3 separate regions of the Arabidopsis thaliana genome follow, and regions 2 and 3 are each linked to region 1. A link is a contact called in public ChIA-PET data. All regions are on one chromosome and are shown on one strand. Each heading gives the region's core, a stretch centred on a gene start, on an enhancer-like site or on the middle of the called end of the contact. The rest is flanking DNA. Distances are from core to core; before and after follow the strand shown. Region 1 holds the start of NPR3 (NPR1-like protein 3). Region 2 holds the start of DSS1(V) (DSS1 homolog on chromosome V). Region 3 holds the start of RL2 (Root hair defective 3 GTP-binding protein (RHD3)).

What was found. ChIA-PET counts read pairs in DNA pulled down with a chosen protein or histone mark.
Region 2: an H3K4me3 ChIA-PET map of shoot shows a contact between it and region 1, with 16 read pairs. The contact joins the promoter of DSS1(V) here to the promoter of NPR3 in region 1. A contact is called at or near these places in 1 of 26 Hi-C or Micro-C datasets (callus) and 2 of 2 datasets of contacts at active chromatin or transcription factors (seedling and shoot).
Region 3: an H3K4me3 ChIA-PET map of shoot shows a contact between it and region 1, with 14 read pairs. The contact joins the promoter of RL2 here to the promoter of NPR3 in region 1. A contact is called at or near these places in 3 of 26 Hi-C or Micro-C datasets (root, rosette leaf and vegetative nucleus) and 1 of 2 datasets of contacts at active chromatin or transcription factors (shoot).

What each region holds. Positions count from the first base shown.
Region 1 is chr5:18,226,850-18,231,996 of TAIR10.1, reverse strand. NPR3 (NPR1-like protein 3) reads right to left here and starts at 3,229. Exons shown (of 4, transcript NM_123879.3): 1 at 2,145-3,229; 2 at 1,306-2,056; 3 at 1,031-1,231; 4 at 419-937. The coding sequence starts at 2,678. The coding sequence ends at 663. It overlaps AT5G45113 (mitochondrial transcription termination factor-related / mTERF-like protein), which reads left to right. Exons shown (of 1, transcript NM_148090.2): 1 at 1-89.
Region 2 is chr5:18,165,906-18,171,052 of TAIR10.1, reverse strand. It overlaps DSS1(V) (DSS1 homolog on chromosome V), which reads left to right and starts at 2,670. Exons shown (of 2, transcript NM_123869.4): 1 at 2,670-2,922; 2 at 3,472-4,155. The coding sequence starts at 2,832. The coding sequence ends at 3,602. AT5G45000 (Disease resistance protein (TIR-NBS-LRR class) family) reads right to left here. Exons shown (of 4, transcript NM_123868.4): 1 at 5,145-5,147; 2 at 4,908-5,014; 3 at 4,307-4,808; 4 at 3,520-4,216. The coding sequence ends at 4,048. AT5G45020 (Glutathione S-transferase family protein) reads right to left here and starts at 2,906. Exons shown (of 6, transcript NM_123870.3): 1 at 2,255-2,906; 2 at 1,635-1,851; 3 at 1,378-1,554; 4 at 1,074-1,298; 5 at 879-1,007; 6 at 402-798. The coding sequence starts at 1,847. The coding sequence ends at 565.
Region 3 is chr5:18,262,205-18,267,351 of TAIR10.1, reverse strand. It overlaps RL2 (Root hair defective 3 GTP-binding protein (RHD3)), which reads right to left and starts at 2,736. Exons shown (of 23, transcript NM_123884.4): 1 at 2,519-2,736; 2 at 2,208-2,394; 3 at 1,925-1,991; 4 at 1,709-1,811; 5 at 1,427-1,497; 6 at 1,082-1,145; 7 at 926-991; 8 at 804-851; 9 at 652-714; 10 at 453-509; 11 at 204-362; 12 at 52-120. The coding sequence starts at 2,361. It overlaps RTL3 (RNAse THREE-like protein 3), which reads right to left. Exons shown (of 7, transcript NM_001344592.1): 4 at 4,779-5,147; 5 at 4,552-4,695; 6 at 3,572-4,464; 7 at 2,898-3,309. The coding sequence ends at 3,006.

The DNA of each region.
Region 1 (5,147 bases), core at 1,980-4,479:
CCACTGAACTCAGTGAAGTGAATTTTAGACTGGACTGAACAGAGTGACAAATTGGAAAGGCACAGTCCTTCGTTGGTACAATATTCTTCTATTGCTTTACGATGTTGGAAAGGCACACTTAACATATAATGCAACTTGAAATGCTTTCTTTGTTGAAGAAGACAGATAGACAGTATTGGTCAGACAAGCCCCTGCCCCGACCCTATGCCAAAGAGAGCAGCTAACATCTACTTACTGGGACATACATGTGACAGTTCTGTTCAGAATGCATTATTACAGGTTGTTTGGAAGAATGGTTTTTGTTCTTTACTCTTAGCCACCAGTAGTCTTATCTTCTGTAATTATGTAAAGAGATAGCTATGATTGACAAATGATCATGTTTTTTCCTGACTTTTTGTGGAGTGTCTTTGTTTGTTTAAGTTTCAGGTATCTGAGAATATCTTGTAGATAACCTAAATATTAGATTTTTGTATTGAAAACAAAAGATTGCGTATAGTTAGAACGTTTTGGGTTAATCAGCACTCCTAATCTTGTACATCTATCTATCCATCTCTCTTTATTGAAACTGAACCTAAAGCATCTGTATAAAATCTGAGTAACATCCATAAAGAAAAAACCCTTTTAACAAAGATATCTAATTACATTTGACTTATGGTGCAGTTTCATGTTGTGTTGTGCAGGTCATCTCTTATGGAAGAAGAAGAAGGAGAAGATGAAGCAGAAAGACAAGACCGCGCAATCTTAGACTCTTTGTCTTTGCTATATGCCTTTTGGACATCATCCTTAAGCTCTCTATATCTCATTCTTTTCAATCTTCTTTCATGTGTAGATCCCTTCTCAAAATGGAAATCGTCGAGGATGTCGTCGTCTATATACTCAGCCATGTACTTATCTAGAACCTCTGAACCATATGGAAAAAACCTTCGACCAGTCTCAACTGCATTGTGAAACGGTAATGAAGTCAGTCAAGAGAAAATGAGCAACATAAGAAGATGAAGGGTAGACTTACAGAGAGCAAGCTTTTTGTTACCTGTTTTCATTAGAGCCACCATACGAGTAAGAAGTCTTTGGGTTTGCATATGAGGAGTTTCGTTTAAATCAACCTGACTCAAGTTTCCGGTTAACCCACTCGAAGGAGGTGACAAACCCGTGAACTCACTTGTACCTTCTACGTTACCAATGTCCATAGCAACTTTAGCTTCCGTTGGAAAGAACAACTGAGCAAGCCCCACTGCAAAAAAGGTAGAAGCTTTAACAAAAATGTAGTAAAGATACAGAAGAATTCAGTAATTTTCAGTCAATTACCTCTCTTTTCTAGGTACAACAGTCTCATCTGGAGATCTTCAGGCATAGAAATGGAACACATTGGTGTATCTAGAACCATGGGGTTCTTCCTGATTTCTCTTTCCAAGATATCGATGCATAACCTGGCTTTACTAGATTCACGCCCTTTAGCTGTTTTGGTATGATAATCCTTTGGATTTGTCAGTCTTCTTAATATATTAACTGCGCTACGTCCGTCAGATGTAAACTCAGATGCATTGGCGCCTTTATCGATAAGCGATATAATGATCGATGGCTCTCTACGCATCGCAGCAAAATGAAGAACCGTGTAACCCCGGGAATTCCTGTAGTTCACATCACCCATATCCAGAGCAAGAATCTCGGCAACAACTTTCGGATCACTATACACAACAGAATAATGCAGACCATTGGCTTGATCTAGAGTGATATCTGACTCAGTCAAAAGAAGCTTCACAAGCTCAACATCATCTGAATCCAAGGCCTTGAGAATTTTACCGATTCTTTCAAGCAATTTCTCCGAAATCTTGGGACTGGTTTCTTCGTCTTGCGGGGATATAAGTCGAAGCTGTTTAATCTTCTCTGCTACTTCGGGAGGAACTTCCTTTTCAATACAGAACCTGTAAAGATCTGACCTCGCCACTCTCTCAATACACTGATCAAGAAGCTGAGTCAACTTACAATTGAAAGCAACCATAAGAATGGGAAGAACATTCTCAACAAGGGTCTTCTCCACAAAGTTACAAAGCCGCCGCTGCAAGCACACAAACCTTTTAGTTCTCATTGAGGTCTATGAATTAAGAAACAAAGAGACCGAAGAAAAAAGAAGACTTTTCACACACCTGAAAAGATGAAACTAGCTCAGGCACTTGGAGAACAGAGGAAGCATACATCAATTGAACAACAAAATCAATGGCAGGTCGACAACAATCATGAGAACAAACTGGATCAACACAAGTCGAAACCTCCAATGGAAAAGGCTTTAATCTCCCAGTATATATATAACTCAAGAAATACAAGAAAGCTTCATGAGCAACAGCTCCATAAGGTAACATCTCTCTCAACTGATACTTTGGTTTCTCAGTTTTCGAAATTTTCTTTTCTTTCTTAAACAAATCTTGGAAAAACTTACTTCTTGCAGCTAAAATGCATCTATGAACACCAACTGGAACACCATCAACAATGATCTCTGCATCACTGTAATCACAATCTGAATTACTAAGAAGCTGCTCAAGATTGGAGCTGAGTTTGGTTAGACTAACAACTTCAGGATTAGAAGCTGAGCTTGATGAGAAGTGATTGGACCCAATAGAACCATAAGAGAAATGAGAAGATGTGAAACTCAAAGATGATGATGGCTCAGTCAAAGTAGCCATTTTCTCTTCTTCTTCTTCTTGTAGAATTATCAATCTTGCATGAAGATCAAGAAGATTACACAAGTCTGAAGATCGGTTTCAGATACAAAAGCCCTAAATTTACATTTCTAACAAGGAATCAACCAAACCCAGAACCAAAAGAGGAAAATTTGTACACTTGGGGATTTGAGTTATGAAACTATTACTCTTACACCTCTGATTCAATGTACCACAAAAAAAAGTCAAAAGGAAAGGAAGAAACTTTGGACAAGGAATCAAACAAAATTGGGAGAGAAAATAAACCCTAAGAGAATCTGACACAACCAAGGATATAGAGATTGAGATCTGCACAATCGTAAGAGATAAGATCAAAGAGAAGGCAAAAGAACCAAATTGAGATGTATCAAAGAGATAAAAAGGAAGAGAATTTAGAGGAAAAGTCAAGAAAGAAAGAGAGGTATATAAAGGATAAATGATGATGAAATTGAGAACAAACAGGACACAACAGGTGCAAGTGATGGTGAAAGAAAGAGACAGCTTCAATGTGAAGGAAGATACAGAGGAAACAAGAGAGTTAATATAATAGTTTTTTTTGTAAATTTAATAATATGAATTAATAAGCATTAGAATTAAAAACATGGTCTAATAAAGTGTATAAAGAAAGACTCAAATGAAAGTTGACAAATAGAAAACAAAGACTAGAAAAATCCGTGTATGATGCCAAAGGTTCTCCGTGTATGACGCCACTCACTAACATTTTCCACATCTTTCTCTAATTTAACAAATCTATGGATAAACACATATTTTTTTTCTCATCAAAATCACTATTTTTATTTGACTGCGATATATCACATCATTAATATATTTTTATTTACATCATATTATTCAATAGTTTTAATTTGTTTCTTAGGTGTAAATAACTTGTAATGATATGCCAATTAATGCCGTCACGAAATAGCATTAAGTCAAGAAGATTAATATTAAGAAATAGCCGTCACTATTGATGACGGAAGGAAGTGACGAAAGCAAATACGAACGGCATATGAATGACGTGGCTTGTGTGTGGATTGCTGCAATGTGATGACGTATTAAACAATTACACTTTCGGAATAGTAGATAAATCATAAAGTAATAGTAGAGATTATAATAGGCAATAGCTATGCCTATAGTGGTCCAAATTTTTATTAAATTTATAATTTTGTGATGACCAAAGTCATTCTTTGTGGCCTAGTTCCAAATTTTAAGACATAAATAACGTTTTGAAATGAATTGAATATAGATATGAGGGACGACAATTTTGTCTTGATTTTTTTTTTTAAAACAAGAAGATTCTTGGCTTCGTAACAAAGTGGTGAAGTCTCTTATGCTAGCATTCTAGTCGCGTCGGAAATTCGACTCTACCTACAAGGCTACAAATACAATCGGTGAAATGCGTTAGCTGACTATTAAAAAAAAAAAAACTCTTTAAGGATAGTCGTTGAATAGTTTATTCATCAAATTTTTATATGAAATAAAATTTAATTAGCATTATTTCGATTGGCAATGATTCCTATGATTAAATTTTCGACTTTCGGTAATGCTATCGAATATAGAATTCTAACTATAAATATATATTTTTAACAAAAAATAACATATAAGTGTAAACTTGGATAGTGACAATGCAACGTCACTAATACAAATCATATTAGTATATTACTTTGACTTAAACTATCAAATATACGCTAAGTTTTGGTCACTAGTGACGCTGCGTTACTTTGGTAAACCATATGTTAATTTGTATCTTTCGTTCACTAAGTATCACTAAATCATATATTAAACCATCAACGTCACTAATACAAATCATATTACTATGGCTTAAATCATCAAATATGCGATAAGTTTTGGTCACTAAATAATTATTTTATGTATTACTTTGGCTAAAACCATCAAATATTAACAAGACAAAAAAAAGTTTCCTACCAATTCGTTATTTAGATCAGAAGTTTTAACCCATTCAAATTTACAAATTTCTTACATAAACTAAGTATAACGATGTAACCCATAAAGCCTTGAACTCACACAAGATTGAGGACATATATATTGGTAGTTATTCAAAATTGTTATATCACTTTATGACTCAAAAACGTAATTTGTTTTGTTGATGTCAATGGATTGATTTCTTTTGTTTTCATGTTTTTTTCTTTTTTTGCCATAAGACCAAAAACTTCAGGCTTTACTTCATGAAAATCCTAACACTTTTCATTTTAGTGGAATATTTAAATTCTTAACAAAAAGACAAAAACAAAACTCATACAAGAGATAAATCATTCTAAAGAGGAGTGTAAACTAGTAAAGCGTGACCTAACACAAGAGATAAAAATCATTCTAAGAGGAATTGGAAACGAAACTTAACTTGATGAAACAATTAAAAAGAAAAATAACAAAACAAAAAGAAAACTCTTAAATTTTCCATAAAAATATATAGTCAATGCCGGCTTAACTATAGGGGCC
Region 2 (5,147 bases), core at 1,421-3,920, 60 kb after region 1:
ACGAGTAAAAATTATTATTTTAACGATTTTTCTTAATAATAGATAAAATCCATATATAATTGTAAATTATTTTTCTTTTACCGAATAAAAAATCAACTAAAATACATAGACAAACATAAACCATTTTAAATGTATCCCTCTTTTTTTTTGGACGAAAAAGGCAAATCATTGTAAATTTACTTTATAAAGAAGCCGTTTTATCTATAGTAGAAAACCAAGAAATAGATTAAAAAAAAAAACATTAGAAAGAAATGGTTTTATTAATGGTGTGATCATACAAAAAGAAATGGTTTTATTAATCTTATTTGCAAAATGGTGTGATCATACTCAAACGTCATTTAAAAGCTTTCATGCTCACACTCTCTCTCCCTCTCTCTCTTTATCATCTTTCAACACAATAAGCATATCAACAAGCTTAAATAAAAGAGAATGATCTGTGTCAAAGTGTTTCAAAAACTAGGTTAATCTCCAAACATACATTCACTTCTCAAAATGTAGAACATAACATGACTTGAAACGTTTTCACACACACACACAAGTATTGACATTTGATGTTTGTTTCTTTCACGAGGAGAATCTGTCGCGATCATGAGGCGAAGAGTAGTCGATATTGGGGCCGTGAGGGATGATCCCGAATGGGTTTATCGTAGGGTGGCTTCCGTAGTAATGTTGCTTAATGTGTTCCATGTTTACGGTGCTACTCATGCCGTGTATTTGGTAAATGTCTTTTATGTAGTTGAAGATATTCGGGTACTCCCGTAAGAGTCTCTTGTTGCATTTGAAGTGAACTGCATAAACCTGGAACGCAGAAAAAGATGATGTCAAGAACCTGATGGATTTTCTATTTGGAAACAAAGAAGACAAGTTGACTCATATACCTCATCAAATCTTATGAGAGTGACGAATAATCGGATATCTGCTTCAGTGAAAGTGTTTCCGCAGATGTATCGTTGTTTTCCGAGTACTTCCTCACATCTATCTACTGCTTCATATAACTGGTTCACTGCCTGGAGAGAAAAGGGATCAATTTTTGAATCCCTGTTCAAATGTTTAAGACATTGAGGGATATATACCTCATTATAGGGTTCTTGTTTCCTTGCAAACCCACATTTATAAACACCGTTGTTTATTCCGTTGAAAACCCATCCGTTAGTCTCGTTGATTACGTCTCTGAGATGAGAAGGATAAAGGTCAAGTGACGGGGTTTTCGCAATACCATTGAACTCAGTGTTGAACATCCGGATTATCTCTGAACTCTCATTGTTAACAACAGTCTTAAGCTTCTTATCCCAAAGAACCTAACATAATAACAAAACAAACATTCAAGAAACAGGACAAAGAAAGATTAAAGAGTTCACCAAAGAGATCAAAACTTACAGGAACAGTGTACTTCCCTTCATAGTTTGGGCTAGCAATCTCGTAGAGTTCTCTCACACTTTTGGCACCATTAAGATAGTCAGGCTCAGCTCCAGGGAGCTCGGTATCCGAATCCGGGAAAACCCATCCTCTATGATCATCAGTTTCCTTGGTTCTTCCCCAAATGGCATGAACCGACTAATCAAATCAAATAAAACAGAAATGCTTCAGGTTAACAAAGTCTTCTAATTCGATATGAGCAATGAATTTGTACTAACCGAGAAGGTGATTGCTTCATCAAGTCCTTTGATCTTTAAGTAAGAAAGACATCTACAAGCCCATGGACAAGCATAAGATATGTAAAGATGGTATCTTCCTGATTCAGCTGGAAACTGAGAATCAGGATCTTGTGAAACAAAGTTGCGGAATGTTGATGCTGTTCTTACAAAAGCTCCAGATTCTGATGTCTCATCAACCCCAGACCTAGCCATTTTGCTACTAATAAAAAATCAAACACGAAAATTCACATGACAAACGAAAAGAATAAAAATTTCAGAATGCACAATTTTTCTTTTTCACCTCAATAGAGTGAGTAAAGTTGAAAACTTTGAGAGATTTCTTATAGATGGTCACTTGTCACATAATCAATCTCAATTTTCTCTAGGTAAAGGATCACAGGAAACGAATCAAAGCATCAAAAAGTTCAGAAATTTCGAGTAGGGTTTTACTTAATTATCTCATTAGAGCTAGAAAAAGGTTAAAATAAAATGTTCATAATTCATAGCCTTCAAATATGATTTTCAACATTTATGGATCATTGGGCCAAAATCAAACCCAGAACTCAGAAAATGTCTAACAAGAACATGATTCATGCAGAGAAGAAGATAAGAGACAAAACCTGTTGACGACGATGTTATGTATTTGGCGTCGAATGTCGCTGTTTTGTGGCGATAAGGTTAAAGAAGAAAAAGTGAGCTTTAAGGAAAAATGGTAATGAGGGATGTCATCTTATAGTGAAAGAGAAGGAATCCGAAAAAGGACTTTGCTTTGTCTTCACTGCTCTGTCACGCCTAGCGAGTTAACTCAGACTAACGAGTTGACTCAGCTGGGTTCTGTGGGGAAAGCGTGACAACTTTTGGACCGGTTTGTATGTCATGGATTTGGTCAAGACGAATGCGACTATTGGACCGGTCTAAAACAGCTTCTTTTAAACCTCAATCGGATATTTTTAATATTGGGTCGGATTCGGTATGAATCATATAAGATTCGGGTCGGATTCGGTATGAATCATATAAGATTCGGGTCGGTTATTGGAAATTGGTAATTTTCCCCTTCTTCAAGTTAGACCCAAAACGAAAAAAAGGTTCGTTTAAAGAGCTCTGGTTGGGTTTAACTTGGAGGAATTAATCGAGTTTGGTGATCTTCTTCTTAGGTTTTTTTCTCGATCTGGTTGATTTGCTTAAACATCTGTAACTATGGCGGCAGAACCCAAGGCAGCTGTCGAAGTGGTGAAGGTGGATCTATTCGAGGACGACGATGAGTTCGAGGAATTTGAAATCAACGAAGGTGATTTTTTTGTTTTATACTAATTGCTTCTTTGATTTTCGAAATTGATTCATCATCGGTTATAAAATTAATGGAGATAAGAGCAAATTTCATTAGCAACTGATTTGGTGATTGATTAGGTTTTGGTATAAATACAAATTTTGATTCTGCACTGTCTTATACAAACTAAGATAGTCTCTATTGTATGAAGTTGGGTAGTTCTGATGCGAAAACGGATCTGTTTGATATATGTTTATGATGATGAAGCTACGGTCTCATAAACTTGATGGATAATAGTGCAGTTTTATGAGCAAACTACTGGTGATTATGTTTGCATTATTAATCGGCAAGGCTTCATGAGCTAAAGGGCCTAAAGGTTATGGTGGATTTAGGAATTATTTGGGGGCATTGAGTAGCTTGGGGGAGAGTTGTACAATTCAACTTAAGCTAGGATCAGTTTCTGATTTTAACAGATTTTGCTTTGCAATGTTAGTTCAGTCTTGAGATTTAACAAATAGCTTTATTGAAAGAATTGATAAAGATGGATATTTTTATTGTTATGTTTGGCAGATTGGTTGGAGAAAGAGGAAGTGAAGGAAGTTAGCCTGCAGTGGGAAGATGACTGGGATGATGATGATGTCAGTGACGACTTCTCGCGTCAGTTAAAGAAGGAGCTTGAGAATGCTAGTGAGAAGAAATGAGGTCCAAGATTGCGAGAAAGGCAGGTCTTCTCATTTAGGGAACCTTGGCTTTTTTGTTTGAATTGCATCCTTTGGTTTATCGTAGCATGTATCGGTTCTCCTTTTCCTTTACACATTATACTCTTCCTTGGATGCAAATTTCTCGTCTTTGAAGATGATAAATTTGAGCTGATAGTAATTCTATTCTGATAATCACCATCTTCTCTCAACACAGTGCGGTGTGGACATGGATTGGTTTACTATGTACATCACAAAATAACCGTAGAGATAACATTCAAATAGACATAGCTGATGTGCGTCACAACATTACATATAGTGTTAGCGTCCACAAGCCAGAAGCGAGAAAACATCATTTTGTTTCTAATATTAACATAAAATCTTGTGCAAGACAACAACCAAAAACGGAAAGCCTAATAACAACTTACCAATTTTCAAAAAGTTCACATCAGGCATAGGCATAGGGTATATGAAGACAGCAAAGATAAATGTAGCAGTCAAAGCCCTCAAGAAAACTTCTCCAATACCTAATTTTCTTCTTCTTCTTCTTCTTTGGAGAGTTTGGTAGTAATCTTGTAACCTCTTTAACAATGGCACCGACAAGAGCAAATTCGTTCCTGCAAAATGAGTGAAAGAAACTGATTAGACGACCTTACCACAAAGTCGATCTTACTACAAAACAAGAGTTCTATTAAATATTCTATTACATGTGTGCTTCCAAGCTCAAGCCAATCCTCCCTGTAACAGTAGATGACTTCAAGGATTTTTCCCAACTTTCAACCATCATTGGTTCCATAGCAAATCTCTCTTTTGTGTTTCTAAAATGTATTCCAAACTCTCCCTCAAGTCTTCTCACTTCGTTTGTTTTCACACTGTAGAAGACTGGAATGACCACGAGTTTTCCTTCCTTGGCAAGCTCTTCCATCTTCACAAGCTCGTTCAAACACCGATATGACTCAGAATACCTCTTTGAGAAGATGGCAAGCGCGATATTCGAGTTCTCTATACTCATGAACACTTCTTGTTTTTGTCCACTTCCTATAAGCTTGAAGCTGTCTTTGAAGACATTGATCCCTGAGTCTCTCAAAGCCCACACGAGATGTTTAATAAAGTTGTCGCCAAGCTCGTCATTGCAGAAATTGACAAACACTTGTGGGCGACGTGTTGGTAGTCGGTCTAGCTCTGCCATTAGAGGCTCAAAAGATTGACCTGAAACACACACAAAAACAAAACTATTAGTACAACTTTTCAAAACTCAAATCATACTTCACAAGCAATATAACACACAATTATAATCTAAAAGACAACCTTTTATGTTAGTGGAATTTTGAGAATTGTTTCTGTCCTTTCTTGAAACATCGATTAGCACTTTCTTCACCTCCTTAACGATTGAGTCAACCAATTCAGACTCATCCCTACCATTACCAATGAGAAATGTACTAAAATGTTTAATAAATGTCTCGATATCTCTTTCTTCTCGTTCAAGCTATACACAATGACTCGGAACCCTAACTGCAAAATTCGAAATGAATTGTAATATAATACCTG
Region 3 (5,147 bases), core at 1,487-3,986, 36 kb before region 1:
TTTAAATCAGCAAGAAAAATTAAAGGAGGTAAGGAGGCCGCAGAAGCAAACCTCATTGGTTGCCAAGTCGCGCAGCTTCTCATTGGCTATCTCTTCACACCGAACAGTGGCAACCATTACCTTGCAAGCATAAAACAAAACAACTTTAGGTCACAAGATAGGTAAACAAGGTTTAACCATATAAATTTGAATGAATAGAAGACCTTGTGAGCAGGAAGGTCCAAATCTCTATTCTCTTTTATAACTTTCCAAATCTGCTGGGAGCTGAAAGAAAATCCTGAAGCAGGAACTACACCACGTCTATCACCAGCAAGTCCCCCAGGTGAAATGGAATGGAAAAACCTCTGCCTCAACTCAGCAACCTATTTGGAAGTTCCCATGAAACAAGGGAATCGGTCTTAGATTTACTTTGATGCTTCAAAAGACGAGTGTTTCACATATCAGAATAATACCTCTTGCTCAAACTGTTTTTCTTTCTCTTCATAGCTGGATAATGCAACAATCATTACCTACAAGCATATATCGAGCGAATTATCAACTAAGGAAAAGATAGACAGGACTATTCATGAACAATTTAGTAACAATCCAGCGCTAATCCAGTTGAAATTCATCATAAGAAGTATCATCTATGTTGGAAAATGATCTCCTTACATTGAAGAATTCATTTAGAGGTGTATTTTTGTGTGCTTCAGGCTTGCGAACTGAATCCCATATCTGCAACAAACCATAACCAGTACCCAAACTTCAGAGAGGAAAAAGCCGTCAAAAATAAAAGGAAACTAAAAGAGACTGCGTGCTACTACCTTCTGAATATCTTCTCTTAGAGCACGTTCAAGCAGCTCTATTGGAGTCTAAGAACAAAAGCAGAAAATCTAAGAAATATGAACTCACAATCAAGAATCATACTCAATTGCAAAAACCAAACCTTTGTTTTATCACGTATGACAAAAAGAAGAGTTGTTTTACGAGGGCTAAACAATCGCAGCATGACCTACAAAAGCAATAATGAGTAATGACCAAGTTATCAAACCTATTGGTTGAACATAACGTTCCAGTTCCATATGTAAGCATATCAGGATACCTGGAAAACTGTCTTTAGCAATGGTTTGTTGGCAGCCTGTTCCCTTCCAATGTCATGGCACCACCTGTGGAGTTCGCTAGTTCATTAATAATCTACCCAAAAAAAGTATATCCATGGCCAAAACGGCCACACCTTTTGCCTAAGATTTACATCATGCCTGTGTTGGTAGTTCATTAATAACTTATTCGATTTCAAATCTAACATAGTAAGATTCAGAAGAGATGTAAAACATAAAACTATCCAATAATAAACTGGCTTTACATCTATCACCTTCTAACACTGGCTGTTTAACTGTGTGCTCAATGTTTAAAATACATCAGTAACGAGCAAACAAAACATACTCACATGTTTATCAGTACAATATCGGCAACAGCTATAGCAAACAGGGCACTTTGTTTCTCAAATGTAGTGTCATCCTGAAAAACACATGAGCCATTGACAAAAAGAATAATAAGAAAAATGCTAGACACACATAAAGTAAAAGGATCAAGTATATGTATAAGTATCGGAAAGATATAAGTATCCATAAATATTCAAATTTTTCTGAAAATTTCATAGCTAGTTAGCCAAAAACATATTGTTGGGTTACAACTAAATATAGCTAACCGTGTGATTCAGTCATCTTACCTCGCCTCTTTCTCTCCCATCAGTACCCTCCAAATCCATAGCAATTGTGAAAGGCTCAATACCAACACACCTAGCCATCCAAATACCTTTAGTTGTTTGACTCCTGAAAATGAAAATGAAGAGTAATTTACAAAGTCAACCCAATTTCAACCCCAAAAGTGGCATTGCCACAAAAAGATTATAAAAAACAATAATTGACAAATGACAATCACTAACCTTCCCGCAAAAGCATCCATTTCCCGAAAACTGGTTTTAAAAAGATGATTCAAAAGTGTACTCTTCCCTGAAATGACATACAACAACAATAAGCATTTGAAATATCTCAGCAAGTCAAAGACTTTGCAAATGTCTCAAGCTGAAATCATTAAGTATAGAATCTAGTAAAGTTGAGAAATTCATATACCCAGATTCCAAAATCAACAAAAAACTGTAACTTTGATTAGAATTAACTTCGAACTTCAAATTAAAGAAGAACAAAAGCAAACTCAGAATATCATACCACTACTTTGAGGACCCATGATTGCAACAACAGCATAAGAAAGACCACAATCAGAAAGCTTCGTCTTTTTCACGAAATTATCCAAACCCTTAACGTTAAATTCACCATTCCCATCGATTAGCTGAGTCGAGCAACCATCATCGTTTTCCCCCATCTCTATTTTACACGAAATTCGACTTCCACGGATCTACAAAACCCACAAAAACGTCATAAAAATCCAAAATTTTGAATGATGTTGTGAAGCTGAATACATGCATCACAGCATCAGCAAGTAGGAACGAAACTACTTTGGGGTTTTTGTTTTTTCTTACCGATATATAGGTCAGTTTTTAAATTCGATTTTTCTGTGATACTTCCAGCCGAAGATTGAGAAGCAGAGATTGAGCAGGAAGAAGAGAAGAGAAAATAGAGAAGAGAAGAGAAGAGAATAGAAGAGAACCGCCTAAATAGCAGCGAGAAATATACGAAGCTTGTTTCTGTCTCTTTAGCTTTTTCTTAAGAAGAGTATACTTTTTTTTGAAGATTGTTTTTTTTTTGGTTCTTTCTATGAGATTATGATATTTTTAGTAAATATTAGATTTGATTTGTAATTTTTCTCTGAAAGAGGGTAGATTAAGGTCACACAAGGATAAAATATGAAACAATAGGAAAAAATAAATATAAAACAATATTTGGATAAGATTAAGCAAAAGACAACAGTTCAAGAGTTGTTGGGTTATACTATGACAAGAACTTATGTTAGACATGATGTGATCACAAGCAGAGGTGAGTGACTCTGGCTACAGAGACAATGGTCTTTCATAGTCTTCTCCTCCTCTTTGTTGAATGCAGCAGAGTTTTGTTTTCATTTAAACTTTCCTTCATTTGCAGATTCTTCTTCTTCCCATCTAAATTTTCATGCATTTGCAGATTCGTTATGACAAGACTCATTACAGAAGATTCCAAGGCTCTTATCATGTGGTCGGCTGAGGAGTTTTCTGCTTCCTTTTTCGTTGGTTTTGCATCTCCTTTTATGTGAAAGGTACCTTCTATATTTGGTATCTCAATCTTAACTGAACAAACAATTTTCTGCTCGTTTTGTTGCCCTCTTTCTTCCTCAACACTGGAAAACGTTTAACACAGTAACAAAAAAGTTTCAAGTTGATACAAGTATAATTTTTTAGAGCATATATGTGATTTCTCTACACAAGATTGTACGAGTTTAACCACGGATTAGCAAACACATTATCCTTCTTTGATATTATAAGACTCTAGACTACTCAAAGATATTAGTTTCACTTCGGATCATGCTCCTAGTTAAGCAGTAAGTAGTAATTAGAAAAGAAAGATTCATGCTAAAGCAAAGAAGAAAGGAAAAAATATACCTGAAAATCGGGTTCGGCCACTTATTCTTGGCGCAAATTTCAAACAACTTCCCTTTCTCATCTTCTGGTTCAACATGTGGACTATCCTTATCAACAACCATTTGTTTTGTTGTCATTTCATATGTTGACGGGTTCTCAGAGGTAGTGGGCAACGAAGATGATTCAACAGAGCAACTCTCAAACAACTTCCCTTTAGTATCTACAGGTTCAACGTATGGACTATTCTCATCAATAACCATTTGTTCTTGTGTCAGTTCATTGGTTAATGGGTTTTCAAAGGCGATGGGCAAAGAAGATGTTTCAGTGGAGCTAATCTCAAACGACTTCCCTTTCACATCTTCAAGTTCAACATGCGGACTAACCTCACCAATAACCATTTTTGTTGGTGTAATTTCACAAGGTAAGGGGTTCTCAGAGACAGTGGACATAGAAGATGATCCAGTCTGTATTTGGAGCTCTTCAGTCTCAAACAACTTCCATTCCACATCTAGACTATCCTCATCGATAACCATTTGTTCTTGTGTCATTTCTTCGGTTAAAGGGTTCTCAAAGGCAGTAAGCAAAGAAGATGATCCAGTCTGAATTACCTCACCGTCTAGATTATCTTGATGAATAATCTTTTCGATGGGCATACATTCTGAGAGCTTCTGTATCGCTTCCTCAGCAGCAAGCAACTTTGCGGTATCTATACGTTTAGCACAACCGGAAGCTATAAACATATCATCCATATATACCTGAGCAATATTTTTTCTGCTGCCACCATCTTTCGAATACCTGAAGTCGATTTGCTTGCCGTGTTTATCAGCCAAACGAAAAAGCATAAGAAATGGTTGTTTAAGTTGCATCCGTAAATCATCCAGTGTATATATTGGCTCCAAAAGAACCCTGAAGATCTGCAAAATTTCCATTCTTTCTACAATAAATTGAGTCATATAACTTCGTATTGTTTACAAATATCTAGTGAAAGAAACACAACCAACCTCCAAGAGTCGTTGTACGTTATATTTCACATCAATATAAACAGCTCCAGCTACACCAGCTAGAAGATTAACGAGAATTTTGGGGGCTTTCACAACTCTGTATGGATCATCTTCTTTGCCCATCAACTCTATGAAATCTGTAGTCTAAGAGATAGACAAAAGATGATGAGTGTATCATAACAACAGAGATGTTCTCAGTTCACAAGAAATGAACTTTAAAAATATACCATTTTTTCTGGCTTTGGGACACTGCCTATAAAGGATTGGTAAATGCCTTTTTTGACGGCGACACAAGCATATTTGTCATGACATGTATTCGCATCTCGCAACACAGACAAATCCTTGGGTTCGAGCATAGGGTAAGTGAGGTATAAGTGTTTCGTAAAGGCGAGAGAAAGAGCCGACTCACCAACGAACATAAGCCCCTGGAATAAAGGTGAATTATTGTGTGTAAGCAGTTCTTTCAGAAGAGTCTTGTTCACGAAACTGTAATTCAAGATCTTCTCCACTGCTTCCACTGAAGAATCCATCTCTGAGCTGAAGAGCAATGGATTATTCTTCTCATCTAAACTTTTCGGCTTTTGTAAATTACTTAT